5 separate regions of the Mus musculus genome follow, and regions 1, 2, 3 and 5 are each linked to region 4. Evidence: chromatin contacts called from public HiChIP or PLAC-seq data. All regions are on one chromosome and are shown on one strand. The core of a region is the stretch at or near the end of the contact, and the rest is flanking DNA. Distances in the headings are between cores, read along the strand shown.

Evidence for each region. HiChIP or PLAC-seq counts read pairs in DNA pulled down with a chosen protein or histone mark.
Region 1: a contact with region 4 is called in a CTCF HiChIP or PLAC-seq map of the NIH/3T3 cell line, with 7 read pairs. The contact joins two enhancer-like sites. A contact is called at or near these places in 1 of 39 promoter capture datasets (embryonic stem cells), 2 of 15 datasets of contacts at CTCF or cohesin (the NIH/3T3 cell line and embryonic stem cells), 7 of 115 datasets of contacts at active chromatin or transcription factors (craniofacial prominence, embryonic basal ganglia, embryonic limb bud and 4 more) and 1 of 9 other capture datasets (embryonic stem cells).
Region 2: a contact with region 4 is called in a FOXA1 HiChIP or PLAC-seq map of pancreatic cancer cells. The contact joins two enhancer-like sites. A contact is called at or near these places in 1 of 15 datasets of contacts at CTCF or cohesin (the NIH/3T3 cell line), 2 of 115 datasets of contacts at active chromatin or transcription factors (acute myeloid leukemia and pancreatic cancer cells) and 1 of 9 other capture datasets (embryonic stem cells).
Region 3: a CTCF HiChIP or PLAC-seq map of the NIH/3T3 cell line shows a contact between it and region 4, with 7 read pairs. The contact joins two enhancer-like sites. A contact is called at or near these places in 3 of 15 datasets of contacts at CTCF or cohesin (the NIH/3T3 cell line, large pre-B cells and pro-B cells), 10 of 484 Hi-C or Micro-C datasets (B cells, CD4 T cells, cardiomyocytes and 6 more), 8 of 115 datasets of contacts at active chromatin or transcription factors (the NIH/3T3 cell line, astrocytes, differentiating embryonic stem cells and 4 more) and 1 of 9 other capture datasets (embryonic stem cells).
Region 5: a contact with region 4 is called in a FOXA1 HiChIP or PLAC-seq map of pancreatic cancer cells. The contact joins the promoter of 4933405D12Rik here to the enhancer-like site in region 4. A contact is called at or near these places in 6 of 39 promoter capture datasets (the C10 cell line, the HPC-7 cell line, cranial neural crest and 3 more), 5 of 484 Hi-C or Micro-C datasets (cranial neural crest, embryonic stem cells, epidermal suprabasal cells and 1 more), 12 of 115 datasets of contacts at active chromatin or transcription factors (the 230-238 cell line, astrocytes, craniofacial prominence and 5 more) and 2 of 9 other capture datasets (adipose tissue and liver).

Annotation. Positions count from the first base shown.
Region 1 is chr3:122,345,741-122,351,454 of GRCm38.p6, reverse strand. No RefSeq gene overlaps it. Among named protein-coding and RNA genes, the nearest start is that of Gm40139, 27 kb to the right of the region's middle. Within about 2 kb of position 2,579, at least 53 of the 459 cell types and tissues checked have an H3K27ac peak or open chromatin away from gene starts, as enhancers often do. A contact at or near this core is called in the NIH/3T3 cell line and pancreatic cancer cells, where this site is marked.
Region 2 is chr3:122,362,461-122,368,115 of GRCm38.p6, reverse strand. No RefSeq gene overlaps it. Among named protein-coding and RNA genes, the nearest start is that of Gm4610, 27 kb to the left of the region's middle. Within about 2 kb of position 2,590, at least 103 of the 459 cell types and tissues checked have an H3K27ac peak or open chromatin away from gene starts, as enhancers often do. A contact at or near this core is called in the NIH/3T3 cell line and pancreatic cancer cells, where this site is marked.
Region 3 is chr3:122,195,151-122,201,051 of GRCm38.p6, reverse strand. Gm46822 (a long non-coding RNA gene) reads left to right here. Exons shown (of 6, transcript XR_001783970.1): 6 at 3,600-3,646. Among named protein-coding and RNA genes, the nearest start is that of Gm40137, 13 kb to the left of the region's middle. Within about 2 kb of position 1,826, at least 83 of the 459 cell types and tissues checked have an H3K27ac peak or open chromatin away from gene starts, as enhancers often do. A contact at or near this core is called in the NIH/3T3 cell line and pancreatic cancer cells, where this site is marked.
Region 4 is chr3:122,634,107-122,640,056 of GRCm38.p6, reverse strand. No RefSeq gene overlaps it. Among named protein-coding and RNA genes, the nearest start is that of Gm43568, 7.3 kb to the right of the region's middle. Within about 2 kb of position 1,551, at least 31 of the 459 cell types and tissues checked have an H3K27ac peak or open chromatin away from gene starts, as enhancers often do. A contact at or near this core is called in the NIH/3T3 cell line, epiblast stem cells and pancreatic cancer cells, where this site is marked.
Region 5 is chr3:122,922,144-122,928,147 of GRCm38.p6, reverse strand. It overlaps 4933405D12Rik (RIKEN cDNA 4933405D12 gene), which reads left to right and starts at 4,032. Exons shown (of 6, transcript NR_046036.1): 1 at 4,032-4,085. It overlaps 1810037I17Rik (RIKEN cDNA 1810037I17 gene), which reads right to left and starts at 3,751. Exons shown (of 2, transcript NM_024461.2): 1 at 3,492-3,751; 2 at 1,954-2,669. The coding sequence starts at 3,688. The coding sequence ends at 2,669.

The DNA of each region.
Region 1 (5,714 bases), core at 1,330-3,829, 290 kb after region 4:
ATTGCCCTATACCCCATCACTACCAAATTACTTTAGGGTATCATTTGCATTCACCTGCACTATTGAAATAGGTTACTAGTGAATTTCTCTGCTTCTTGCCTTTTCCCTTCAATCTGATTTGCACTGCTGCTAGAATTGTCTTTCACAAATATGAAGTGGACCTTCATGAAGTTCCCTCTTTAAAGCTTTCCTGCACTTTTCCACTGCTTTCAGGATAAAATACAAACCCTTTGGCATGGTGGTAAGCTTTCATCTTGCACGGGACACATTGCTTTATATCTCTAGGCCTTTTATCACTATGATCTTGGAGACCACTGACAATTCCAGCCTCACCATCCTGACAGTAGTGATGTCCCAACAAGTGCTTCTGGTCCTGGCTGAGAGCCAAGACTGGGAGTTAATTAGAAGATATTCACCCCAAGAGGATGGAAGAGTGAACAGACCCCTAAATGCCCCCTTTCCTGTTTCCCTTCCTTATATCTGTGATGTCTGACATTGATGATGGGAAATGAAGAAAGATTCGTTTTTATTCTGGTTCATGGTTTCGGATGGTTTACCAGATGGTGGCTTGGCCCATGAGCTAGGACAGAACATCATGGTGATGAGACTATGTGGTAGATGAGCCTCTTCCCCTTGTACGGGGTGGGAAGCAGAGAACTCAGCAATGAAAAGGGATCATGAAAAAATAATTGAGCTCCTCAAAGACATGTCCCTAGTAACCAACTTCCTCCCACAAGGCAGGAAGTCCCCCTGCCTCCCAAGAACCTATTCCAAAGTTGAATCTATCAATAGGCAAAACCTCTCGTTAACCCAGAGTCCTCGTGATATGATCCTCCCTGGAAACACCCCCAAAGACATTTCTGGAGGTGTGCTTTCCTACCTCCTAAGTGTTTTATGCTGATTGGTGTTTGTCAACTTCACACAAGGTAGAGTTATCTGGAAGGAAGAAACTCAGCTGTGAAACTCTTCCCTCCAGATTGCCTGTGGGCAAACCTGCGGGGCATTTTCTTGATTGAAGATGGATGAGAAAGGGCACACCCACCTTTGGGTAGATAGTCCTGTGTTGTATAAGAAAGCAAGCTGGGCAAGACGTGAGGCGCAAGCCAGTAAGCACCATGCCTCCATGGCTTCTGCTTCAGTTCCTTCTTCCAGGCTCCGGCCTTGAGCTTCCCTCAGTGATGGAATTTGACCTGAGAGTTGTAAGATGACATAAACCCTTTTCTCCCCTAAGTGCTTTTGGTCATGGCATTTTAGGACTGCAATAGAAATCCTAAAAACAATATTTAACTCAATCAGGTTGACAGGATTAACAGTCAAATCATTGGCAACCTTCCTAACCCTTTAATACAGTTCCTCATGTTGTAATGACCCTCAACCTTAAAACTATCTTGTTGCAACTTCATAACTGTAATTTTGCTATTGTAATCAATCATTATGAATCATAATGTAAATATTGATGCATAGGATATCTTATATTTAACCCCCAAAGAGATCGTGACCCATCGTGACCAGTTGAAAACTGATGCTCTAGAGACTGTAAGGAAGTCTGTTTCCAGATAACTCTACCTTGTGTCAACTCGACAAAACCCAATCAGCACAAAATACATGGAAGACAGGAAAGCACTACTCTAGGTCTGTCTTTGAGGATAATATCGCAAGGACTCTGGTTTAATGAATGGCTTTGCCTATTGATAGATTCAAAATTTGAACAGGTCATTGGGAAGCAATGGAAATTCCTGCCTAGTGGGGGGGGGGGAAGCTGGTCACTAAGAACATGTCTCAGGGGAGTTCTAATTTTCCATGATCCTTTCTTGTCTCTTCCAGCCCCTCGTGACTGCCAGCACTCCTTGGTTTGTGGCTACATCACTCCAATCTTTGTTCTAGGACCACACTGTCTTCTGTCTATGTGAAATCTCCCTCTGCCTTTTATAAAGATATTTGTAATTACATAGAGAGGCTCCACCCAAACAACCCAGAATAACTCCTTCCTCTTGTGATCTTCTACCACAAAGGCCCTTTTGCCTATAAGGCAGCAGTCACAGTTTCCAGACATTATCAGCCTATCGCATGCATTGTTTAATGCTCATAAATATTGCCGGAGCCACATGCAGACTGCCCCATCTTCTGCTCATCCTCACTGTTGCTGGCACAGGTTCCTGTTGCTGCTCCCAGCTTCGGCTGCTCTTTTCCACTCTGTTTGACTTCTCTTTGATGATCCCTCAGCCATTAATAATTCTAACTTCCCGGTGACAACCTTTTGACTCTTAGTAAGTAGCAGGTTTACTTTTCCAAAGAAAAGCATGTAATTGTTTTGATGGTTAAATAACCTGGTAGATAATTAATGTGACAATTTAAAGCTGGTCTGTGTGAGGGGAGGGGAGTCTATTTCTTTTATCAGAACAGCACCTTGAGATATCAAGAAGATAAAGACAATTTCTCTAGGAAGTGTGGATTATGACTAATAAATCATAGTAGGGATGTATCTGCCTGGGAACCAGCTGTAATGATCTTACAGAGCACTCACTCCTGATGCCTGTCAGTGTCATGATGATTCAGTGCCACATGGGCTGGAACTATATTGCTCAACATGTTATACTGTGAGTGAAATCGGGTGTGTCTGTGGCCTGTGCACCTATCTCAGCTGGTAGCTAGATCGGGGTAGGAAGAGACAGAAATGCTCTTGTGTATCCTTTATCAGCCACGACACAAGGAAGTGTTGGACATAGGAAGGTTCCAGATCAACGTCTGACCGAATACTCATGTGGTCAGTTTTCCTTCTTAAAATGTTCAAACTACCACTAAGTTTGGAATTACAAGATGATTCATGTTAGCCACAAAGCATTATGTAGGCCCGGAAAATATACTAAAGAATCCTTCATCAAAAGAAATAAGTGATGGTGTGTGTCTATGTGTGTATGTGTCTACAGTAACTTTTGTTATTTATGTGTAGGGGGCACACACTACTCACACTTGTGGAAACCCAAGGAGAACTTCCAGAAATCTGTTCTCTCCTCTGCCTCGTGCTTCTCAGGGACTGAATTCATGGTAGCAGGCTTGGCAGCATACGCCTTTCGCCTTTTATCATGGAGCGGTCCTGCTGGCCTCCAGTGTGGTAACTGTACTGATCTCCACCATGATTCCCACTAGAAATATAAATCATCAAGTAAAAGGAAATGAATGCAATATCTAAAGTGGATATTTCAATGGACAGAGGGCAAAAAAAAAATCTGAAATCATATTAGCAATTACTTGGAAATTATGTGATACAAGTTGGTTCAAGTTGAAGAAAATCCAATTTCCAGAAACTCCCATTATTTTTGCACCTTCCCTCACAGCATTCTCAAATTTGAAATTAAGTGTTTAACTTATAGATGGCTGATTCTCACTTACAAAAGAAATACAAGTATTATGCAAATCACCTCGTATCCACACAACTTCCACAACTACACACTTACAACTCTGCAGCTTGCTACATATTCTCCATGAGTAGTTTGCTTAAAGCTCTTGATGCATCCCCTGCCCCTTTCCTGTTTCACTCGAAACATCTCAGCTTAAAGGAACGTGATAAATGGGGGGGGGGGGTCTTATCTTAACACAACAAGGCACCAGAATTGGTCCCGGTTGAAGGAATTTGTACTCTAATTGAGCAAAGATTATTCTTTCAACTCTCCTTTGATATTTGGCATTGGACCAAGGAGCCTAAAATTAGCTGCCTTTCGAATCCAGGTGTGGCTGAGTGGAAGCAATTCCATTTGCCCCAGGAAGTCACAGGAGTTGTTGAAATAGTTTAAGTGGGATTCTGGTCAAGGTGTTTGTTTGGGGCCACCTCTTGCTGCAGAAAATGAAAAGCCACCTTACCGCAGAGATGAAAGGGACCACTGAGAACATCACTTAGGAACTCTCCATCTTGCTGCTTAGGAGTGGTGGACATTTCCCAGCCTTGTTCTGCACCAACAGAATAGGGTCTTCCTTTCCCTTGTCTTAGTGACCCCTCAGAGGCCTTCTAGAGACTAGATGAGGGAGCGTGCAAGCATGCGCATGATTGCTTTTCCACATCACTATGGTGGTTTTGGAACATGTCTACCTATTCTTTAACCCTCCTTCCATCCACATGCGCCAAGCTTAGGGACTCACTCGTCGCCAGCGGAACACAGCAACACTATCACCTGCACTCTGTTCTCCCATCCTCACCAAGCTGAAACCTCAGACACTTCTTGCTGGCAGAAGACCACTCTCTCCAAAGGGACCTATGAAAGAAGCTAGACACCAACTCTTGCACTTAAAACTGTCACTAGTGTAGAGTGTGAAGGTCACTGGCTCACCCAAGCAATGAAATCCTCCACGCTGTCTCTGACGTGTAACTGCAATGATACCAGCAGGGTATCTTAGGGTTTCATTGCTGTGAAGAGACACCATGACCAAGGCAACTTTTATAAAGGGCAACATTTAATTGAGGCTGGCTTAGTTTCAGAGGTTCAGTCCATTATCATCATGATAGGAAGCATGGCAATGCCCAGGCAGATACGGTGCTGGAAGAGGTGAGAGTTCTACATCTAAATCTGAAGGCAGCCAGGAGGGGACTTTTCTGAACTGGGCAGAGCTTGAGCACTAAGACTTTAAGCCCCGCCCTCTCAGTGACACACTTCCTCCAACAAGGCCACACCTATTCCAACAAGGACACACTTCCTGATAGCATCACTCCCTGTGAACCAAACATTTAAACACATGAGTCTATCAGGACCAAACCTATTCAAGCCACTATAAAGGCAGGGCTGTGGTTCAGTATCTCCCTGAGGCTTGCAATGAGCCCAGAATTATCTGTGGGGAGGTAGGATGCTTGTCCTTCCTTGGCTATAGCCACCAGTCAATCATGTGTCAGACATCAAAGACACCAAAATGCACTGGAAAAATTCTCATTGCCATTCACAGATGAAGATGCACGTTTTCAAACTTGACTTCTTGGGTACACCATCACTGGCTGTGAGACACTGGCTGTGTCACAAATAATTATTAGTAGTAAGACATGTCAAAGATTTAAAATGAGCAGCATAAGACTAGATATGTTCCTCCTCACTTATATTTTTACATAACTTGGTGTCCTGTGCCTGCCAGAGAGAAAGGCTGAGAATGCTGAGCCCAGGAAGCTCAATGAGTCCACAGGACAAAGTCCCAACTCCATATCAATAGCAATGAAGGAGTCCCCTCACCTTTCTCACAGAGGAGGAACCAATGACATCAGACTCTCTATCAGGGAAGAGGCAGAAGGGAGTGTTCTTTTTGGACTTAGATAAGACTTTGTTCACTTGGGGGTTTGTTTTCTTGGGAAGGGGGAGTGTGGGTGTCATATCAATGGTGGTGTGTTTATCACTATGGTTTTTACTACTTCATATCTCATGGAGGAATCAGGTGACGTGCAAAGCTAACCTCTTCAACAATAATATGTGTTTGTGTACTGCTTTACAGTTAGAGCACTTTCACATTCGTTGACATGGGTGGCATTATGGCTTAGGTATGGAGCACCTGAAAGACTTCAGTATTAAAGGTCTGATCCCAGTGTCTCAGTGTTCAGAAGAGAGCCCTTGAGGTGATTGGATCATATGGGCACTAAAGTCATCAATGGATTATTCATTGATAAGTTCACAATTGGATAAGCTCTTGGGGAGGGGGAGACTTGGTTAAACAAAGCGGGTCATTGAGAGTATCTCCTGAAATGG
Region 2 (5,655 bases), core at 1,341-3,840, 270 kb after region 4:
GAAATGACTGAGAAACACTTAAATGTTCAACATCCTTAGTTATCAGGGAAATGAAAATCAAAACTACTTTGCGATTTCATCTTACGACCTTCAGAATGTCTATAAGTACCAACAAATGACAGCTCATGTTGGTTAGGATGCAGAGCGCAAACTTATACAACCACTATTAAATCAGTGGGTGGTTCCTCAGGGAGGTGAGAATTGATCTAACTCACAATCCAGCTATACTCTTCTTAGACACATATCTGAAGGATGCTTCATCCTACCACAGAGACCCTTGCTCAACCACGTTTATTGCTGCTCTATTCATAGTAGCCAGAAATTAGAAACAGCACAGAAATGTGAAGGTAAATGGGATGTAACTAGAAATGAGCATCCTTAGTGAGGTAACCTGGACCCAGAAAAAGAAATACAGTGTATTCACTTATATGAAAACATTAGCTATTGAGTCAATGATAACCAAACTACAAGCCATAGAACCAGAGAGCTTAAGTATGGAGTGAGGAACTAGGAGGGGCAGATAGATCTTGTTAAGAAAGAGAATACATGGTATGGATGGGGAGGGAGGAGCTGGAATGGAAGGACCAAATGGGAAGGGGGAAGGGAGGAACGAAGGAGGGGTGGGGGTTTGAAGAGATGTGGACCCCGTAGAATCATGTGTTTTAATGTCTAACCCATAGGCAGTGGCACTATTCCAAGGTGTGACTGTGTTGGAGTAGGCGTGGCCTTGTTGAAGGAAGTACATCACTCTAGGGATGGGATTGGAAGTCTCCTATGCTCAAGCTGTGGCCAGTGTGGTTCACAGTCTCCTTCTGCTGCCTGTGAATCAAGATGTAGAAGTCTCAGCTCCTCCAGCACCATGTCTACCTGCATACTGCCATGCTTCCCAACATCACGAGAAGAGACTAAACCTCTGAAACTGTAAGCCAGCACCAACTAAATGTTTTCCTTTATAAGTGTTGCAGTGGTCATGGTACATCTTCACAGCAACAAAATTCTAAGATAGAGGGAATACAGGGAGACACAGCTAAAATTAAGGGCCATTTGAGGGGCAGGGAAACCTAATACAATAAAAGTTTCCTACAATACATATACATGTGAAGGTGATCTAAATGAAGTTGCCAAAAATGGGGGAGACAGAACCCCAACTGGACATCTCTCACCACCAAATGATGCTTCTACTACTGGAAATAGGTTATATCTAGTTAGGTTGTTGGCCAAAGAGGTCCCATGGGAAAACCTAAACACTCCAGACCATCAGACTATGGGTTGCTATCCATAAACTGATGGGATGGCCCCATTGCTGAAGACAACACCTATACTCCTCATTGAACATGAAGAGAGAGGTGGTGTCTACATAGAGCTTTCAACCCTATGTGCTAGCATCTTTGTTACAGGACAGCAACTCTGCAAACTACCAATGAAGAAACGTAAACACCAACCTAGCCATAGGCCCTTAGATCTACAATGGTGTCCTGCCTACAAGATATGTTAATGCTATCGTGACACAAAGCTTCAGAGAGTAACCAGCCAGGCTTTGAGTTGACTCAACCCACTCCAAGAGGTAGATTCCATATCTGACTCTGTTTGGGTGGCAAGGAACCTGAGACTAGGTAGCCCAGGAACCTAGAGTAAAACCAAACACTACTGTTCTACTGAAGAATATAGCAATAAACATAAAAATAAAGAATGACTCCTAATGACATCCTGCTATACTCATAGATCAGTGTCTTGCTCAGCCTCCTGCAGCAGATGGGGACAAATGCAGAGATCCATAGCCAGGCAATACTCAGAGAGTGAGAGACCTTGGAACTCTAAGCCTAAACAGGATGTCCCCATCAAATCCCTCCTCTCAGGGCTAGGGAACCCTATGGGAGGATGATAGAGAGAGGATAAGAGTGGGTCTCTATGTCTGTATTTTTTTGTTTTATTATGTGATAGTTTTATCTTATTATATTTCATTATTTTCCCTTATTAACCTGTTTGTTTTCTACTGAGAGACAAAAATGGTTGGATCTGGATGGGCAGAGAGGTGGGGAGGAACTGACGGGAGTAGAGGGAGGAGAAACCGTAATCAGGATACATTATGTGAGAAAAAAGTGTATTTTCAACAACAACAACAGCAACAACAAAAACATAATTAAGACACCAAACTACTTACTTAAAAAAAAAAGCCAAATATTTCCCTAAACCACATAAAAAGGAACCCACATATATGCAGGGAAATGGTGGGATTAGCTTGTGCACTATGCTAGCACAAATAAAAATATTCAGCAATGGTGACTGGAGGGCGGACAAGGAGATGGTAGTTAATGGACCCAGGGTTTTCTGTGTGCTTACTCAGCTCTGAGCCCTTCACAGTTAGGGATTTCAGCTCCGAGCCCTTCACAGTTAGGGATTTCAGCTCCAGGCCCTTCACAGTTAGGGATTTCAGCTCCCAGACCACCACAGTTAGGGATTCTGCTCACAGCAGGCTTATAGAAGGAAGGTTACTCAACTTTATGGCTGACAAAGCAGAGACACAGGCAGTTGAGTAATTGTCCAGACAGGCTGCGAATCCAAACCACTTCACCACGATCCCTGTTGTGTGAGAGGTGAGAGGAGGGAGAGAAAGGGGAGGAGCCCTGCTGGCTGCACTCAGGCTTCATGGCTGAGGCTGGAGCGCTGGATGATACAACTAAAAATAGAAACTGGATCAGACCAAGGATTCTTATATGCCATGATACAGTCTGAATCTTTTTTTCTACAGAATCTTCTGGAACTGGTCAGAATGCAAATTCCTGACCTTTTCCCTTCGTCCATAAATCAGAAAGTTTGGATTCTAAAAGGCTTCTCTGTAGGCCAGTGGTTCCCAGCCTTCCTAATGCTGTGACATTTAACACAATTCCTCACGTTGTGGTGACCCCAACCATAAAATATTTTGTTGCTACTTCATAACTGTAATTTTGCTACTGCTGTGAATTGTAATGTAAACAGCTGGCATGCAGGATATCTGCTAATCCCTTGAAAGGATTGTTCAACCCTTCCTTGGGGGGTTGTGACTCGAAGGTTGAGACCCTCTCCTCTTGACCCTTTTACACACTTAAGACTGAGAGCCGCTGCTGTCAGCTATATAGACACATTAGTATTTTGAAGTCAGGGAGACAGAGCTACAGGTGAATTTATTTTCCAGAAAGCAATGGACTGGAGAGGGCAAAGCCTTAACACAGATGCTCAATACAGAGTTTTCTGTGCTGTCCAGTGCTGGTGAGAGTCTCAACCAGGGAAATACCAGTATACTAGGCTAAGCAGTGTGTGCTTCCCCCTACACACACACACACACACACACACACACACACACACACACACACATACACTGCTTAGGAATTCACGTCTGTCTAGAACTTGAGAATGCAGGCTTCTGTGGCCACGGGCTTGTGCGGATGTTAACATGAGGTCACAGTGCATTAGGGCAAGCTTAATAGTGTCTTTGTGGCAGAGACAAGGAAATGTGGATGGAAGCAGACACTGAGAGATGTATAGAAAAGGAGTCATGTGCCAAAATAAAGCAGAATAAAACAAAAAGTCCACAAAAATGCCACTGGGGTCCTTTGTGTCGCCCAACAACTCTTGGGCATGGGGCCTGACCTGAAGTGTGATTGATATACCAGTGAAGTTTTGAGGTTTTGTTTTGCTTTTTTCTTTTTTAAATTGTGGTTGGGGGTTGTTTTGGTTTTGTGTCTGTGTCTGTGGTGTGTGTGTGTGTGTGTCTGTCTGTCTGTCTGTCTGTCTGTTTTACCTCCTTTTTTGTGTGTGTCTTATTTTTTAAAAGAAAAAGAACATAAAGCTGCTTGGGTAGGGAGGTGGGAGGACCCGTGAGGAGTTGGGGGAGGGAAAAACATCTTCAAAACATATCATATGACAATATTTTTAATTAAAATTAAAATATTATATTTAAAAAAAATCAAAGATGATGGGGCAAGTTGGGCAATTCGGTCACACGCCTTGGAGGGCCACATGGTGCCTCCTTCCAGGAGCAAGCAGAGACTGAGAGCATCTTCCCTCAGAGACTCCAGGAGTCAGCCTTGCTCATAGCTTGACACTTTCGAGCTTTTCTGGCTCTTGAGGTGTGAGACCAGATGTATTTGATGTGATTTGCCCTCCAGATGTTCATGGGGTGATAGGACCCTTGAAGAAGAACAGCTTTGTGGTAGGCTGCTAGGTCCCTGGAGACGCTGTTCTCCTAGAGTGAGTTCTCACAAGGGCAAGCTGTTATAATAGTGGAACCTGGCCAAGGTCTCCGTGGGGCTCCCTGTCTAGTCATGCTATGTCTTGCTGACACAGGTATTCTATTATGATAGCATCAATCCTTGGGTCTGCACCAGAGACCAAACCAATGGGGGTTACATGGTTTTTGAGCCTCCAAAACTGTAAGGTAAACAACACTTGTTTTCTTTATAAGGTTACCCAGCATCAGGTATTCCAGTCAGCATTGGGCAACAACATCAGACTACCACAATAAATTTCTGTTGCGTTAACTCATCGAGTTTGTGTTAATTTTTCTGAGGAAGCTCAAGAAAATTAAGGCAGTTTTATCAAGTGGCAAAATTCGGAAGACATCAGACTGGGTAGAAAGTAAAGTGTGAGCAGTGACCACTCGGAAGCTTAGAGTGTGAGGTCAGTGATGTGGCTGTACAGAGTATAGGGCATATATTTGAATTAAAAAGACTGGAATTTAGTTTAAACTTTGGCACCCACCTATGATAAGACTGTAGCATCTTAGTTTCCTTGACTTCAAAGTAGGGACAAGATGGATGACCTTAGAGTAGTAAGCAGACTGAATGATATCCTTTAAGGAAATCTGCTCATTTCCAAACATGGAAATTAAGAACTGAAATACAGAAAAACTTATCTAACAGGCATCCCCAAGCCATAATCACAACCTTAACCCACCAAGAGCCCACCCTGTAGGCCTGCAGGCTGCCAACGGAGTGAAACTTGGGCTTGAGCTCAGCCTCCTCCTCCTCCTCCTCCTCCTCCTCCTCCTCCTCCTCCTCCTCCTCCTCCTCCTCCTCCTCCCCCTGCTGGTACCAGCACCAAGGATGAGCTGAGCCAGGAAGGAATGCACTGGGGCTAAGCAGAGCTGGCCTCGGGTCAGAGATGAGGCTGCCAGGCACCAGATCTCTCACAGTGGTTAGCAGCTTCTCCAACGGTGCCAGTGAAGTGTACCTCTGCAGGGTTGGGCTGGGCAGGGTAGATCAGCAGCTAAGTGCAAACAGCCTGGTGAGCTCTGCTGGAGTCTGGAGTTATGTGCAGCTGTGAAGAGCCAGTCCTGGTCCCAGGTTGGGAGAGGTAGAGGGAGAGTAGCCACCCAAGGTGGCAGACTAGATGCAGACTTTCTGGTCAAGTTGAAACTTAAGACAACAGAGAATTCCTATTCGAAGTAACTATTGAAAAGGTCATATTTATACTAAAACATAATTCATTGTTGAACTGAAATTTGAATTTGACTCATATCCTGTGTCTTTGTTTGCTAAGTCTGATGACCTTAGGATCCTTCAGATCAAGGAAGCTTAACTTGGGAGCCAAGTCAGAAAGCAGAGCCTCTAGAGAAGGTGTGTGTGTGCGTGTGCATGTGCGTGTGCGCGTGCGCGTGCGCGTGCGTGTGTGTGTGTG
Region 3 (5,901 bases), core at 577-3,076, 440 kb after region 4:
ATCTGAGAAGCCTGATCCTGGGCGGAGATCACTTATATTTGGCTCCAGAATAAAATCTTTTATTCCCTTCAAGGTGAGAGTTGTGAAGACTTTGTTTTTGTTTTGTTTGTTTGTTTGGTTTGGGGTTTTTTGTTTTGTTTTGTTTTTTTGTTTGTTTATTTTTTGTTTTTTTTTTTTTGCCAAGGGGGCAGTGTTCCTACGACCATTAATCATACCAAGTTCTGAAGCAGTGAGCAGCCATGGTTACATAAAACACCATCACCAAGAGTCGGGGCTCAGACAAAATTTGGGCCAAGAACGGTGAAGAAATGAACAAGGCAGGGCCGGCACTGCTCTGCAGGGCCCCTGGGCGAACTCAGCAGAACTCCTAATGAGGGTTATAAAGAAGGCCTTGTTTGGGGCTGTCAATTAACCTGAAGATCTGGGTGAGTGTTCCTGGCAACACATCTCTCTGGGTAGGAAGGCATGTAGGTTAAGAGTCTCTTGGGAAAAAAACAAACAACAAACAACAACAACAGCAACAACAAAACAATCCCAGCCTCCTCTCTCTGACTTGCTATTGATCATTTACAAAGCGGCCACCACCCTTCTTGCTGCTCTGACTGACCATAAACAGTTCTTTTTTTCTCCGTTGCTTTCTTGAAATGAAGTCGAATCATGTAATGGCAGGCCAGTGAATTCGTTGGTGTGAAGCCATAGTAACACTCATAAGGCTTCAAGCCTTTCTGGGGTCTGCAAGAGCCCTGAGAGGAAACATCTCTCTGACCTTGCCCTAAGCACCACCTCCTGTTTTATTTATCAGACCTTTGGATCTTAGCTGGACAAAGCCTATGCCTGCCCTCTCTGAGTTGGCCGAATCTGCTCCCAGAGGCACGGGCATTCTTAGTTAACTCCAAGAGTCTCAAGTCTCTCAAAGCTTTTGTGGATCTTTTTGTCTTGTTCTTCCATCTTGGCCTGTATCTTCTTGTCTTTTCACATCATGCAAAGGTCAACCGAGACAATGCATACTCCATGGATTTCTGGTGGAATTATGATGTCTCGGGACCCCATGAAAGCAGATGTACCTGCCCTTGGTACCCGGTTCAGTATCATTTCAGCTTTGTTATTCATCCTACCCTACCCAGCCAGTCCCAATGTTTGTTTCTTCCCAGCTTTGTGAGCGCTGCCACTGTTCCAGCCTCCCCGCTCCCTTGCTGTTGAAGGAATGCCATGCTTTTGTGCAGAGCCTGACTAGTAAGCACATGTAGTGTTGGCCCTCCTTCAATTGCTGCCTGTTTCTGCCATTCTTTCTCATTAAAGGAGAGTAAAGTGTGAATGTGGGCTGGAGACAGGCCTGGGGCTGTTAGGACCTGAGTCTGACCGTGGCTCTGGCATTAAGTTTCCTTTTGCCCTCAGGTTAGTGAGTGTGTGTGTGTGTGTGTGTGTGTGTGTGTGCATATTTTTGCTGGTTCTAATTAGTAGCTTATATTGTTTCTTGAGAGCATGTTAAATATTGCTGAAAATGCTAACTATTGAAAAAAAATCCTTAACCATATAGATGTGTTCTTTGGCAATTTCCAAATCCTTTTGTCTTTACCTGGTTTTGTAACGGCCAGGGCCAGCTATCTCCATTTACATTTGTCTGAGCACCTTCAACTAGCCAACTCACTTTTCCATAGCAAAATAGGATCATCAGGCACAGACATTCATTTATGGTGGCTGTTTGAACAATTCACCAGAAAATCCAAGAATGTGGTTATGAAAGCCAAGGCCTGTTGCCAAAGGGTGATTGTATATGTGTGCACTGCTGGTAGATCACGTGCTACGTTATGCAACATCTGACCGTTGATCCTTGGATGCCATCCAAAGAGTAGTTGGACGCCTAGAGAGCTGCTTATAGCTTTGGTGGGTACTAGACGCGTTTCCATTCTGTTTGTAAACAGTCTCTCTGCTGATATATCTGACAAGGCCCAGCTGGTCATCAGACCTGGTGATCTTGCTTATAGTGTCCAGGCAAAGTTCTCTAAACGGGCCAGGGAGGAGCCAGCTCCAAGTGTGCACTAGGAACGCTGGATGTTCCCAAGATCTCTATGGTATGCTGTAGGGCAGTGTGTTTTGAATGCAGCAACTTCAGCTTGCTCTGTTGGACTTGAACAAGCTAGGCAGCTCATTAAGAAAAAAAAAAAAAACCTTAGACATGTTACATTTAAGAGCATCACTTTGTGCAGAATGAAAGATCCATTTGTTATCAGATATCTCTCGGGATAAAGGCAGTTTGGAGAGTTCTACTCAACAATTTGGCAGGAAACAGAAGTGACATATAGAAAGATCCTGCTTGGAATCTTGTCAGCAGCTGATTTATTGGTTTGCATTCTATGATGGTTCATCTGCTATGATTGGCCAAGACTTAGCTACTTGTTAAAGAATGTATTCTCAAATTAGGTTACAGTTTGTCTGGGTATTTCTAAGTTATATTTTGCTACATGAGAAGGCAGCTTTGGGATAAGGGCAATGTGTCATTTGCTCCTCGGTTTTGAGAGACTGGTCAAAACCCTGTGCATCAGCACCAGTTTCTCTCAATTGTCAGAATGAATTCATTTGATTTCAGGATGGGGTATACATGGATTTATAATACCAAATTAATGATTCTATATGTTTTCTTCACATTTTTCCTATTTTTGTTCGTTTGGTCTTTTTTCAAGATAGAGTTTCTCTGTGTAGCCCCAGCTGTCCTGGAACTAACTCTCTCTCTCTCTCTCTCTCTCTCTCTCTCTCTCTCTCTCTCTCTCTCTCTCCTGTAGACCAGATGGACTCAAACTCACAGAGATCTGCCTGCCTCTGCCTCCCAAGTGCTGGGATTAAAGGCATACATCACCACGTCCAGTCATATTTTTTACCATCTTAATCATACAGACCATTATTTAACAAAGGATGGTGGTATACAAATCTTCAAGATTCTCAAGCTTGAATATAACATATCAGGGAGGCTGAGACAGGAGGATTGCCTCAAGGTGGAGGCCAGCTGGGGCTATATAGTGGGTTCCAGGACAACCTAAGCTACATAGTAAAATTCTATCTCACAGCATCTGCAAAACAACCAAAGTAAAATAAAGTAAAAATGAAGACTATTCCCCTACTGACGGAGTCTAACACACCTTCTTCTTTTCAAGGTTGGTACTAGTTTTGACTGTGGACAGCTGTGTGCTCTGATTATGGCAAATGCAATCATACACACAAACTGGCACTTTAGTCAGTGATAGGCCATGTATATGATGGTCTGGGAAGACTAGACTGGAGCTGGAAAACCCTTGGCACCCAGTGATCTCATAGTAAGTCTAAGATTGCAGCAGAAAACATTACTTACATATTTATGGTGATGCTGCTACAAACACCTCAACTCTGGGCCCATCAAATAAAAACAGAGAACCACAATTACGTAATGTACTAATACCTGAGAATGATAATAAATGACGGCATGACTGATTCATGCATGTGGTGTAATATCCTTTTTATTGTTGTTTTTGCTGATGCTGTTCTACATCAGAAAATAAAAAAAGCTTCCTGTAAAACAGTAGGCTACGTTAGCTCGGCGGCAGTCTTCCATGTCTCCTCTGTTGCAGATCTCTGGATCGCAATGTTCCCACCGTGCCTGATTTACTCTTTAATCACCATCAAGAGAGCAAGAGGAAGGATAGACTTGGAAGGAGAATTAAAAGCAGTAAGGACTACGGAGCTGGGAAATCAGAAATGGTTACTGAGTGCCAGTCAGTCATGTTCCATTCCATCCAAGTTATTGTCTTGATGAAAAACCAGTAAGAAAAATGGGAACCATTAACGGATCTGCTTCACAGAAGGCAACAGGACTGAGGGAAATCCCACCATGGCCTCTATCACTTAAGGAGAGGCTCCCAGTGATCGGGACTAAAGACCAGGCACAGAAGCACCATGGTAACCAGAACCAAAGCACAGAGGATGAGCTCACCGTTGAAAGAGAAGGCCAAGCAATGAGGCTGGGTTACTATTAACTCTGAGTGAATTATGAGGTTAAAAAAAAAAAGAATTATTCACTATGTAATATGCACAGAATGTCAAGTCTCTGAATACCAACATGAAGACAGTTAAACTTGGAAACTCTGGGTTAGGTGACTTCAGGGGAAAATGATTTACTAGAGCAAACATTTAACGTGTTCTGTTTTGGAAATGAATGCCTGATGGGACTTTCACCTTTAGGAGGGCATTGTCAGTGCTGGGTTTAAAGCTTCCAAAGACAGAATACAGTCTGGCTTGAGAGCACTGATGCAGGCTACAGGCTACAGGTTGAAACCTCTTGTGATCCACTGCCAGTGTGCAGCAGGAATAGCAAGTCTTGGTAACTCAGCTCTTTTCCCATGATGCTCTCTTGAATGGCCATGCCAGCAAAGTAGAGAAGCATTGCCTAGAAAAAGATCTCTCCGATGTTAATAATGTCCCCACACTTCCTCTTCTCCTCTTCCTTTGCTCCCTTATCCTCTTCCCCCTATCCCTTTTCCCCTCCCCCCCTCCACATGCTCATGGCTCTCTCTCTCCCGCTCTCCCTCCTTCCCTCCCTTCCCCTCCGTCTCTCTCCCTCCCTCTTTCTGCCTTTCTGTCTCTACTACCCCATCAACTTCCCTTCTCATGCCCTACATAAACTCTATTCTATACTAAAAATAAGAAATAAAAAAATGACCCCACACTTTGTCCCTTTGCTGGAACTCACATCACAATATCAAAGTTATACCCCTTCCACCCCCTCAAATACCACTCTCTGCTTTGCCCAAGCCATTGCTTGTAAAGACACAGATGCATTCTTGGGGGATTAAAACATCCACGAATGGATGGAAACTTACTTGGATTCGAGGTGCTATCATCAAGGAGTATAAGGATGGCATCTGAAAGAAGACAAGCGTTTTGCCCATGGTTTTAAATGGCTCACCAAGAATGAGGGGCTTGCAAAATTCTATCAGCAAACTTGACCTAGGCATGGCTGAGGGTGACATCTAGGAGCTCCCAAGGAAGTGGCTAATGAAGAGTTGTTGGCACAAGAAGAGGGACGGGAGGATGAAGAAGAGATAAGAAAATAGAAACTAAAGGAGTCAAAGACCAGTCAAAAGGAGTTGAGGCCAAGAAGGGTCGCAGAATCCAGCAGAAGTTTCTGCAGCCCTCAATGAACCCCAAAAGTTTGGAAATATGGTGATCCCAAGACCAAAAATTTTCATGAGTTGGAAGGAATGCTCAAGGTGTGTTGTCTGTTTAAGATCTGTGGCAGGGAAATAGGGGTCACGGGAAGCAAAGCTTCACCGGGTGCCATGGTGTCTTTCGGTGTTTTCACGTTACAGCAATGGCTTGCTCACAGCAGAGAGTGGTGTTTGGAGGAAAAATATTTCAGAATTGTGATGCAAGCACATTGCCAGTAAAGGGGTGAGGTGTGTGGCAACATTATCAACAGAGAGGAAAACCTTGAAAGATGTTTCCCTAAGCAATGCTTCTCTGCTTCACTGGCACGGCACTTCCAGAGAGCATCTTGGGAGGAGAGCCCGTCAGGATGCTCCTGCTGCATCTATTGACGCTCCCCAATTAGAGCGTCAGGCAAGGCCTTCAGGAGAGATTCCAGCAGAAGGCATTGCTGTCCTAGGAGGTGACAGCTCCCTGTGAGTTATTACCCAGAAGTCTCTCTGGTGAGAAGAACTGTGGAGGTCAAGAACTCTGGAAGTCTACCCCCGTGGAGCTCCAGGCTTGTATTTTGATTTTTGAACAAAAAATTTTTAAAAGTAAAATAGTGAAAGAATAAAAAGTTTAGTTGGCTATGGTAGTTTATGCCAGTAATCCCAGCAACCGGGGGGGACAGAAACAGAAGGATCAGGAGTTCAAGAGTATTAGTGACTTCATATTGAGTCTGAGGCT
Region 4 (5,950 bases), core at 302-2,801:
GTTGTTGTGTCTGTTCACAACAATGAAACTCAAACTATGACAACAAATGAGCACAGGCTATATAACATGTTGGTCCGGCTAAGAACACATGTATGAACAAGCATGCACAGGCAAAAATGTAGTGGTACTGGGACATGGCATGTTTGCTACAGTCACTTGGCAGCCCCAGGGCATAGCAAATGAACAGGGCTGCCCAGGCTGTGACCTGGCACCACTGAAACGTGGCAAACATGCAGCAGGTACACCTGGGCTGCCACATGGCAGCTCGGTGTCCTGGCAGGCATTTGACAGGTTTGCCCAGGCCACTGCATGGTAGCAATGAAACACAACAGGCATGCAAACAGGCATAGTTAGGCCATCACAGGGCAGAGAAGGGACAGGGCAGGAATACACACAGATTGGGGAGCACTAGAACACAGCTGGAGTATAACAGGTGAGCATATCCCCCATGTGGCAACGCTAAAACATGGCCGCTCGTGAACACAAGATCCTGTGCCACCGCAGGGCAGCACTGAGATCTGGCTCCCGTGAGAACAGGTGAGTCCAGAACACGGCACGACACTACTGGGATGTGGTACACATTTGAACTCCAGTGGCTATTCTGCCACGGGGTGGTGCTGGGACTTGGCAGATGTGTACATAAGGAATTCTTCAACATGGTGGCACGGGGAAACAGCATGCATCCCAACAGGCATTATACTAAGACATGGCATGTGTGACAACAGGCATGCCTAGACCACCCCTTAGTGACCCTAGGACACAGCAGGCAGGCAAGTAGGCTACCCAGGTCACCATGTTGTAGCAATGGGACACAGCAGTCATGCAACATGCTTGCCCAGGGCATCACACTGGTGGCCTAGTAACACAGCAGACATGCAAACACAGCAGGCTATGAAGTGGCAGTGCTGGGACATAGCGGGCTTGCAGCCAGGCATTCCCACACCACCAAGTTGTGGCACAAAGATATAGTAGGTCTTAGTACAGATATACCAAAGCCCCCACATGTTGGCCCTGGGACTCAGCATGCATACAAACGAATGGCAGCATAAGAACACAGAGCGCATGTGAACAGGTGTGCCCAGACAGCCTAGTGGAACACAACACTAGAACACAGCAGGCATTCAAACCTGCATGCCCGGGTTTTGAGACATAGCCAAGTATGTAAACGAACATGTACAGACCACCAGGTGGCAGCACTGAGACACACCAGACATGTGAACAGGTAAACACAGGCCACCAGGTGGCAGCACTGGAACACAACAAACAAGTGACCAGGAATGCCCAGGCCATCACTTGGAGATTCTGGGTCCGTGGAAAGAGTGTCAATAGATGAGCTTGCTACCACGTAGAGGTGCTAGGAGGCAACTTGCAGGTGAACCTGATCCCCTACTTTGCAGTCCTGGAACAGAACATGGTTGTCAAATGCACTGCAACACAGCAGAACTGGTAGGTGAGATTCACGAATGTTTGGGCTTGCCCAGACTTTCACAGGACTGAGACTTGACAGGCTTGTGGACAAAGGTGCCTGTGCCAACACATGGTGTTGCTGGAACACTGCAGACTCCGGAACAAGTATACTCATGACGACCCCTGGTGGCACTGGGAAATGGTATGTGTCCCAACAGGTGACCCTAGGTTGACAATTGGAAGTTTGGGGACACAGCGTAATTAAGAACCGGAGTGACAGGCGGGTGAAATGGCTCAGTGGGTAAGAGCACCCGACTGCTCTTCCGAAGGTCCGGAGTTCAAATCCCAGCAACCACATGGTGGCTCACAACCATCCATAATGAGATCTGACTCCCTCTCTTCTGCAGTGTCTGAAGACAGCTACAGTGTACTTACATATAAATAAATAAATCTTAAAAAAAAAAAAAAAAAAGAACCGGATTGACGACCCCATTACTTGGTGACTCCTGGACAAGGCAGGTGTGTGAAAGTCTATTCTTGCGGTGTCCTGTGGCTGTCCCAGGGCATGGCATGTGTGCAGACAGGCCAGTCTAAACCACTCTTGTGTCCGTGCTAGAACCTGGCCGGTGTGTGAACAGCATGTACAACCCACTAAATGGCAGCACCGGGACACGGAGCATGTGCAAGCAGATGTGGTTAGGCCATCAGGTGGTGGCATGCAGGGAACATGGCAAACATGCAAACAGGCATGCACACAGTACTCCTGGAACATGGAAGGTGTAAAATCAGGTATACCCAGGTCACCAACTTGCAGCACAGGGACATGGCAGACATGAGAACAAGGGAACCCAAGCCATCACAATGCTAGAACACAGTTGTTGTGCAAACAGGAGAAGCTGTGTACTGAGAACTGAAGCGTCAAACTCTGATCCCGTCTGGTTATCACAAAGAATAACTTCACCTCTAAGCTAAGATGTATGGAACTGTCTGGAAAGTCTAAAATTCTTTTTATTTTCCTTAGAGGAATTTAAAGAAATTATTTTGTTTGAAGTGTTTGTAGATTATGCTGTCTTAGACATTACACTGCAGGGCTAATTACTGTCCTCAGAGATGGGATTAATATGCCTTTGTGACTGACCTGGCTCAAGTCCTTGAAGATGTTATCATCTAGATTGGGAAATTCCAGTGTACTGACGTATTCAAAAATAGACACAGATTTGGAAGGCCATACCCAAGACTCTCAAGAAACAGGAAACACATTAGCCTACATTGAAGGAAATTAAGTTATAAAGTTCAGAAATAATTTTAGGGTATGATACCTCTTGTTTTAAAGTCAGATAATTTGGCTTTTAATTTTAGTATTTATTGTGACAGGTGTGTACCATGGCACATCTGTGGAAGCCCAAAGACAACTTGTGGGAGCCGGTTCTCTCCTTCCACCTGCTGGCACCAGAGAGTGAACTTAAGTTCATGGCTTGGCAGCAAGCACCTTTAATTCCCTGAGCCATGTCACCTGCCCACAGCTAGGCATTTGCAACTACAAATACCGAGCCAGCAAAAGATGACTCAGCAGCTAAAGATGCCTGCTACCATGCCTGATAGCCTAACTCCAACTCCTAACTCCAACAGTTGTCCTTGGAATTGCATGTTGTGACATGCATATGCCACACAACACACACAATAAATTAATAAACACCCTAATTAATTAATAGAAATTTAAACTGTGGATCTTACTATTAAATGTGTGGAAACAGGATTCATGTTTGGCTGACGACCATCCTTTCCTACCGTGAGGAGAGGGGAGTAGCCCATAGGGCGCCCAGACATATTTACATGCAAAATACTCATACACACAAATTAGTTAATTTTAAAAAGTAACATGGACAGTGATAGGGAACACACCTGATGTCAACCTCTGGACCCAACATCAGCATATATGTGTTCACATAGACTCATATGTGTATGCATGTGTATTCCTGACAGCCACTCAGCAGCTCACAACTCACAGCTAGCTATAACTCCAGTTCCAGGGGATCTGACACCCTCTTCTGGCCTTGACAGACACATACATGGTGAAGAAACAGACATGTAGGCAGAACATCTGTATACACAAATTAATATATATATGGTAGATATATACACTATATATAAATATACATATACATGCACATATATATAGCTTGTCTGATGTAGTAGGGCACACCTTAATCTAAGCATTCAGGAGGCTGAGATGGGAAAATTCTGAGTTCTGAGCCAGCCTGAAACATCTAACTAAACTCTCACTAAACCACAGACACATCTAAAGCAAACCCGAGCAGGTCAAACAACACCCCCAACGCCATCTTAAGAATTCTCTAGTTAGACTCTAGTTCAGGATTACTGAGGGAGAATTAGAGCACTACCTCCCAAAGAATACACGAAACACTTAGCAATGGCCTCTAGAGATTGCCCAGTTTAAAAACCGAAGAACCCCAGAATTGCTGTCAAAAGAAATTCACTGCATCTCTAGGGCATGGGCTCCTCGCAGTGTCCAAGTTGGCTTTGTGAATATAATCAAATGCACTGCATCGTGTGATCTGTGCCATTTCTTCCCTCTGGACGCATCAGGCAAACCAGAACACTAAGAAAAGGTAATAAACAGATTTCTCTTTAACAATCTATGTGCACAAATTTTTTTATTTATTTACAATCTGTATGCAAAAAAATTTTTTTATTAATTTATTTATTCTTAATTATATGTATGCGTGTCTGTGACTGTGTGGGTTTCTGCATGTGAGTACCTGTGGAGGTTAGAGAGACTGGAGAGAGAGGGAGGGAGTTACAGGTCGTTTGTGAGCTGCCTGGTGTGAGTATGAGAATCAAACTCAGGGCCTCTATAGGTGCAGTAAGTGCTTTTAACCATTGAGCCTCCTCTTCAGTCCACATAAACAGGTTCTTTGTTTTGTTTTGTTTCCTCGGATTGCATGTTTGCCTACAAAGAACCGCTTGGCTGCCAGTTTTGCTGAGATGGAAAAAGGTCCCAGTAAAGAGACACCCTTTCTGCAGTGAACTCCAGAACAATGATCCCGGTCGGGGCTGTTCAAGCCACGCTAGCTGGCTTTCCCGTCGAGGAATCTTAGAAAGCCAAATGGCATGTGCGAGTTAATAAGCAGCAGTGAGAGCAGGTGGCGTGTCACCTTGAAGCTGGGCAGATTCTTAGGTCGCCAGAACACGGGAAGTCTCCAGGAGTGGCAGGACATCCGGCTGTTGTTATTCTTGGCCCTGCCCAGTGCAAGCAGAGAAAAGGCAGCTCGCTTATTAGGGGTATAAATAAAGGCTCAATTACCTCTTGCCGTGCTCTGGTGGCCAAGAACATTAATTAAGAGTCTGCTGTTCTGAGCCTGCAATTGCAACTGAACCCCTTAGGAACTTCCGGTCTTGCCCACTGCTGACCACTGAGTGCTTTGACTGTTTTAAGTTCCAAACAGAGCATCCCTGCCCCAGCCTGAAAAGAGTCAGTTTACTTTTTGACTCTTTTCCTGGGAGACTCAAGGGATAGTGTGTATTGAGTGAAAGTTGTATGCATTTGTGTTTGTTTGTTTGTTTGTTTGGGTAAATGCCCCTGGGAACTGTGTGTACTCTTAACGTTTAAACACAACACACTAAAGAATTAGAAATGCTGACACCCTGGGCCCCTGGGGGAGGCCTGGATACTGCTAGGGTTCATTACTGTTGTTTTGTAGTTGCAAACTCTTTTAAGTAAACAAAACGTGAACCTTGTGAGAAAAATCAGCTAGCACAAAAGAGTAGCAGAGGGCAGGAAGATCGGCTCAATCTCTTCATCCCTCCGTCCCTGTTTTCTGTGCATCCCTTCCAAAAGCATTCTGTTATGTGGTCTTTAAGGGCCTATTTTTTTCTTTTTCCTTTCCTTTCCTTTCCTTTCCTTTCCTTTCCTTTCCTTTCCTTTCCTTTCCTTTCCTTTCCTTTCCTTTCCTTTCCCTTCCCTCCCCTCCCCTCCCCTCCCCTCCTTTTCCCTTCCCTTTTTCTTCCTCCCTTCCTTTCTTTCTTTCATTCTTTCTTGTTTGTTTGTTTGGTTGGTTGGTTTGGTTTGGGGTTTTTTTGGAGTTTTGAGACAGGGTCTTTCACTCTTGTAGTTCAGGCTAGGTTCGAACTCACTCTGCACGGGGGCTGTCTCTGACCTGAGAATAGTAAGGCTACTTCACTCTCTAGGTGCTGGACTACAGATATGCGTGGCCACACACCCAAGCTCCTCTTCCAGACAAAAGTGAAAGCGTCCTTACTCACTGTTCTGAACCTTGTCAGATTTTTTTTTTTTAATTCATTAAAGTTCTCCAAGAGATTTCTAAATCTTTATTAGGAATCAGTAATAAAGGCCTCCCCTCTGTTCCCCAGGAAAAGCACGACAGACACATCTATTAAAAATATTTTATAAGCCAGGCTTGTTGGTGCATGTCTGTAATTCTGGGACTTGGGAGGCAGGAGCAGGATAATCAGGAGTTTAAAATCGTCGTTCCCTATGGAGTGGGTGTGAGGCCGCCTGTGT
Region 5 (6,004 bases), core at 2,783-5,282, 290 kb before region 4:
GTGGCCTTTTTGTCTTATTGACGGTGTCTTTTGCCTTACAGAAGCTTTGCAATTTTATGAGGTCCCATTTGTCTATTCTCGATCTTACAGCACAAGCCATTGCTGTTCTATTCAGGAATTTTTTCCCCTGTGCCTATATCTTCGAGGCTTTTCCCCACTTTCTCCTCTATAAGTTTCAGTGTCTCTGGTTTTATGTGGAGTTCCTTGATCCACTTAGATTTGCCCTTAGTACAAGGAGATAGGAATGGATCAATTCCGCATTCTTCTACATGATAACCGCCAGTTGTGCCAGCACCATTTGTTGAAAATGCTTTTTTCCACTGGATGGTTTTAGCTCCCTTGTCAAGGGCTGTTTTTCAATAAAAGTTTACCAACATCAAATCTAGATTAGATGTGCTTTTCATGTAATATGAAATTGTTTTCTAAGCACTTCAAATTGTTAACAAAAAGAAAACCAGCTGGGCGCCTTTAATCCCAGCACTGGGTAGGCAGAGGCAGGTGGATCTTTCTGAGTTCAAGGCCAACCTGGTCTGCAAAGCTGTGTACAGGGCCACACAGTAAGACCCTGTCTCAGGAAACAAAATCAAATGTAAAAGCAAAAGCAAAATCCATTCTTGACTAAAAAGCCTTATAGCAGGTATCTGGCCCATGCCCAGCCTTGTTTTATTCCTGACTTCCAAACATAGCTTGTTCAGTGCCCAGTACTTGGAGCTCTTCACTTTCATCCTGTAACTCAAGGTTAATGCCTCCCTAACAAGTTCCTCCAAGACTTAAGCCAATTCAAATGCAACCATCAGAAGCTACTTCATGTTTAGAAACCAACTGTGAATTTACTAAGGAACTTACCAGCTTACTTTTTGCTTTGATGAGAACAAATTTGCAGCTTGCCTTGAAAAGCCCATTTATTTCTAGTTTACTAAAAAAAAAACATTCTCAGTTATCTATAGGAGTTGGAGCCTGCATGCTGTTCCTTTGTGGCAATTATAATTGTGTATTAACTGGACTTGAGTTCTTTGGAAAGAGCACTATTATAGAGAGAAATTATCACAAGAAATTGTCTTACACAAACCTCAGAAATCCATCATCTATCTATTTATCTATCTGTCTGTCTGTCTGTCTATCTGTCTATCTATGTCTATCCATCTACTGTAGGCTTGAAGCCTAGGGAAGTTTGAGTTCTAGTCCAAACCTCAGGGACTGGCCAGAGTCTGAGAACTCAGATCTGCAAGTACTGATGTCCGCGCAGAGCCCATTCCTGGAAGTAGCTGAAAGGCTGGCAACCTGGGCAACGGGGAAAGTAATGAAAAGGGCTGGAGTAGAGTTTATTAAATATAGCTGTACAGCTTCAGTGGACTTGAGAGGAATGAGAAACACTTTCAAGGGAGCTATTCTAAGGGGAGGGGTACACCACAGAGGCATTAAGGCAGTGGGTCATTGTCCCAGCTGGGGCCCATTTTGGTTAACTCCAAGGTCAGAATAGCCCTGCTTGGAGGCAGAGCTGTTCTCTGAGCCGGCTTGTCCCGCAGAGCCTACTCTGCTGTTGTGTTCTGAGGCCAGACTCCCTCAGCACAGCCTTCACTCGTCTCAGGATGGTATCCACACAAATAGATGTTCCAGCAGAGACATCTGCCTTCTCATCCATGTTCTAAAAGGGGTGGGGTGGGGTGACTGGTCTCACATCAGGGAGGCTTCCTTTACTATTTTCCCAGCATATCAGCTCCTATTCCTGAAACACAGACAGACCCAGGAATAATGTTTTGCCATCTGTCATGGATCCCTTAGCCCAAAGTGACCCAAAAATTCACCATCATACTAAGGTCTCCATCCTAGAAATGTCCAGTTAGCTGACAGCTGTGGTGGGCTGGCCTGGGGCTCAAGAGAATAAAGTACTTGTGTGACCTAATGGCAAGCTATTAACCTCCCCACTCTACCACCAGAGAATCTGACACAGTGTGAAACTAAATTCAGTGATTAAACATTTATTAGAGAAAATTAGTAAGCAGGTCCCAGAGTGTGGTGAACTCAAGAGTCACCTCGGCCCTGTGTGCTAATACGCATACTTCAGTTACACCTTGCACAAAAATTACCCAAGCAAATGCAACAGTATCTTAAGACAACTGTAAACAGTTCACCAAATAGTGTGAATTATAAGGGAGAAGAACACCCCCTCTGAGTATTTTAGACAGTTCTCATATACTGAATAGCACTAAAACCAACAGTAAAGAATTTCTAATCACCCAGGTCTTAAGATGACAAGGAACAGCTTCCAAAATGTTTCTAGTAGCTGCTTTGGGACTGTGGCCTTTCTGAGTAAGTGCTACCTATTCAACTCTAGATAATTATTTTATAATAGCATAGTTTTAAAACAATATTTGAGAAAGTAAGCTTCACAAAGATAACTTTTTTTTTTTACATACATTTATTTCCCATAAGTACTTAAGTTACAGACATTATTAAAAATATATATTATCTATCATTTAGCTACAATCATTACTTCAACCATGAAAAACAGGTTTTAAACATATGATAGTACTTTAGTGAGGTCAAGGGCTGAAGAAAAGGTTAGATAGAGGTGCCGAAGTCAGCTGCTGGAGTCCTCTTCATTCAAGAGTCTATAGTCGTTTTCAAGATTCACTCCAGAAGCCCCATTCTTGACTCAGCAAACCGGTCTGTAAAAACCAAATACTTGTTTCCTTCATCTGCTTATTTTGACATTTAGTGGGACGCTGAACATAGATACTGCTAGCCTATCCCTACATAATTTACACTATTGATAAGGAAAACTAAAGGCCTACATTATTAAGTCATGAATTTTCTACCCAGAGGTGAAAATGAGATCATTAAAAATAACTAAATAATAAATCACTGTTCTTGAAATGTCTATACCAAAATGACTTAACGAGTTTTTATCAAAAAACTGTTTATCTTTTCAAACCCCCCCCCCATTCTCTGCCTTCTAATTTGCCACAAAACCGAAAAAATGAGAGCCAAAGAAACCCAAGATACTCCATTCTTTGACAGATGTAGGACTGGGGATACTCTGGAAGATAATACGCGTTTATCTGCATAAGTTATGGACAAGTTAAGTTTACAAGGCTTGCTTTGGGCTAAGCATTTTAAGCAGGCGCACAACACTCAAATCACTTTAGATATAATCACATTTAACCTGTCATGCTCTATTTTTTATTACTTACGATATTTATTTACTTTTATTTTTATTAGTTTTTAGTAATTATTTTTTATTATTTACGATAGATCTAATTATGGGTATAGGTTTCTAACACTTAACAGTTCGTTTGTGGTGATGAAACAGACAAATATGGGAAGTCAAGTTTTCTCCACACTCCTCTTGCCACTGGGGTGTCAAGGAAATCCATTTTCGCTCTTCCAACTCCGCCATCTCTAGCTGCCGTCCCTCCCTCCCTCTCCGAGAAGACTGAAGCAGCCGCCAGCTTCCTAAGCTCTTCAACTCTGCAACTCAGGATACTCACCAGGGCAAGAGGTACACGAAGACGAACAAGGCCAGGTCGAAAAGGATGAAGAGCCAGAGATCCAGCCAGTAGGAGTGTTTCGGAAGCCCGTTCATCCCGGACTGAGGTGCCTCATCTTGGTTCCTCCTTCCAGCTTCGAACGAGCCCCTCCGTTCCCGGACACCGTCGGTACCAGACGCCGCCTGGCTCACCTCCATCTCCGCGTCGTTTCACTTCCGCGCAACTGAGACCAAACCTGAAGACCGCTTCGCGCCCAGTCTAGCAACCAATTCCGGGTAACCCCGCCAATCGACTAGGCGCCCCGCCCCCGCCGCCGCGCCCCGCCCCGCCCCCGCGTCCCCGCCTTCCGGACTGCGCAGGCGTCCTCCCTTTCTAGGAATTCGCCTTCTTCGGCATTCCCGGGAACGCGCAGACTCCGCTGGGCCGGCTGCTCTTGGCGCAGGCGCTCTGTTCCACCACCCCTCCTCGCCCCCCGAACTTGGCGAAGGTGTCTGCCCCGCCTCCCCGACCGCACGCATGCGCTCTGTGCCCCGCCCCGTTGCTTCCTGGTGGGGTGTCCCCTTGCGGTGTTCAGAGGTGGTTTCTAAGGTGCAGGTGAGCTCTCTCACGTAGCTCAAACGCTGCCTTGCAGGGTGCATTACTGGTTCTCCCGGTTTCTGGGATGAAAACTGTCTCAACTCCTTTTCTCTGAGATGATGCCAGAACTTCAGGAACCGCCTCAAAGGATTCCAGCCTTGCCCACCCACAAAAGTAGTCTTTTTATAAACATGAGCGTGTGGGGGGATGTTTTTCTTTCTTCCTCCCTTCTTCCTTCCTTCCTTCCTTCCTTCCTTCCTTCCTTCCTTTCCTTCCTTCCTTCCTTCCTTCCTTCCTTCCCTTCCTTCCTTCCTTCCTCCCTCCCTCCCTCCCTCCCTCCCTCCCTCTCTCTCTTTCTTTCTTTCTTCCTTCCTTTTAAAAAACTAGATCGTGAGATTCTCTGATAATAACTTTGGAGACGACAACATTGTGTGACAATGTAAAAAGGTTGGCAGACCCCGTAGAATCATCTCTCCAATACACGTAAACTTTTTGGTTTCTTACATGTTTGGGAAGTGTGTACAGTTTGAGAACTTTGGATGATTTTGTACAGACTTGAGCGATTTGCTCATAATTTTTGAAACAGTTTTGATGAGGTGGACGTTGTAAGGGTCCATGATTCGCTGAAGAATGATACTCCAGACTCAAGTAGTTTGTAAACACACAGAGTGTTTTATTTTGTCGAAGTCCAGCATGCTGGAGTCTCCCATTACCAAGTATGCTCGCTGCACATTGGGGGAATTCTCGGATAGATGGGCTTTGTCTTACTCTTATCTCGGGCATTCCAGAAGCATAACCTTGGTGTGGTGGCTAGAAACTTGCCTGAGGAATCCTGGGGTAGGTGGCCTTATCTACTCTCTCTTAAGGACATTCTGAAACTATTGCCTGGGTGTGAGGGCTGAAAACCCATTGTCCTTGCTTCAGGCCAGGTTGGGTTTTTTTTTTTTGGGGGGGGGGGGGTCGTTTCTGATGGTAGGGCACTTTCTGACTAGCTGCCTGAAGCCTAGGATTTTAGGCCTAATCCCAGGAACTGCCAATTAGAAGTCTGTCATGGAATTAGCCTGTCTCAATTACAGTCACGAATTTTCAGAAGGCTCAGATAAGGTAAAGCGTGGAATTTACATAGGTATTTCATGGGAGTATTTTAATAAGCCACTCAACTCTATGTCAGAATATCCTGTAACCATTAGATAAAAACCTGTTGGAGTCTACTAACTTAGCAGCCCACTAACTTATACCAACCAAGTAGCCCTGATAGCATCGTGGGCTTACAGAAGAGCTTTCTCCTTTCCTAAATCAGCCTTTCTAAAGTACCCACCAGTGTATTTTGGGCTTGCCTTGTTTTATTACTTTCTTGGTTCTGTGAAGCAATTTTAAAAACTTCACGAAACTGTTTCCATGTGGGAATATGGAATTGGGTAACAGATATAGATCTGTGTCCCCATGGCCATTCAGGGTGGCTCCTGAATAAACTGTCTCTTTCTTTTAAGATGAGAGCTGTAGTTTTTGCATGGACAATACGAAAGTTGGTTATGGATTTAGAAAATTAGGGAACAAAAATAACAAATTATCTAAGGTTACTAAAATAACCAAAAAGTGAACTTTAATTTCAATATCTTAATGCTATTGTTGTGTCAGCTAGCTAACTGGGCTTCAGTTCACTAGTAGGTCATACAGACAAAGATAGCATGCAGCTGTAAAGAAGAACACTGTATCCTTTGCCTTGCAGGTTGCAAGAATGAGAGCCATTTCCTGGGGATTAATCAGATTGTGTGTTAAGGTTCAAAGCTCTCCACACAAACCACTTAGACTCCAGTCTCAGTTAAGCAAGAATAGTTTATTGAACACACACCCCGAAGACTGATTGATCAGGGTTGAAGCCTCCGCTCGGGAGCTAAGACTGGACCTTGAACATACAAGGGCCAGCTTATAATGGA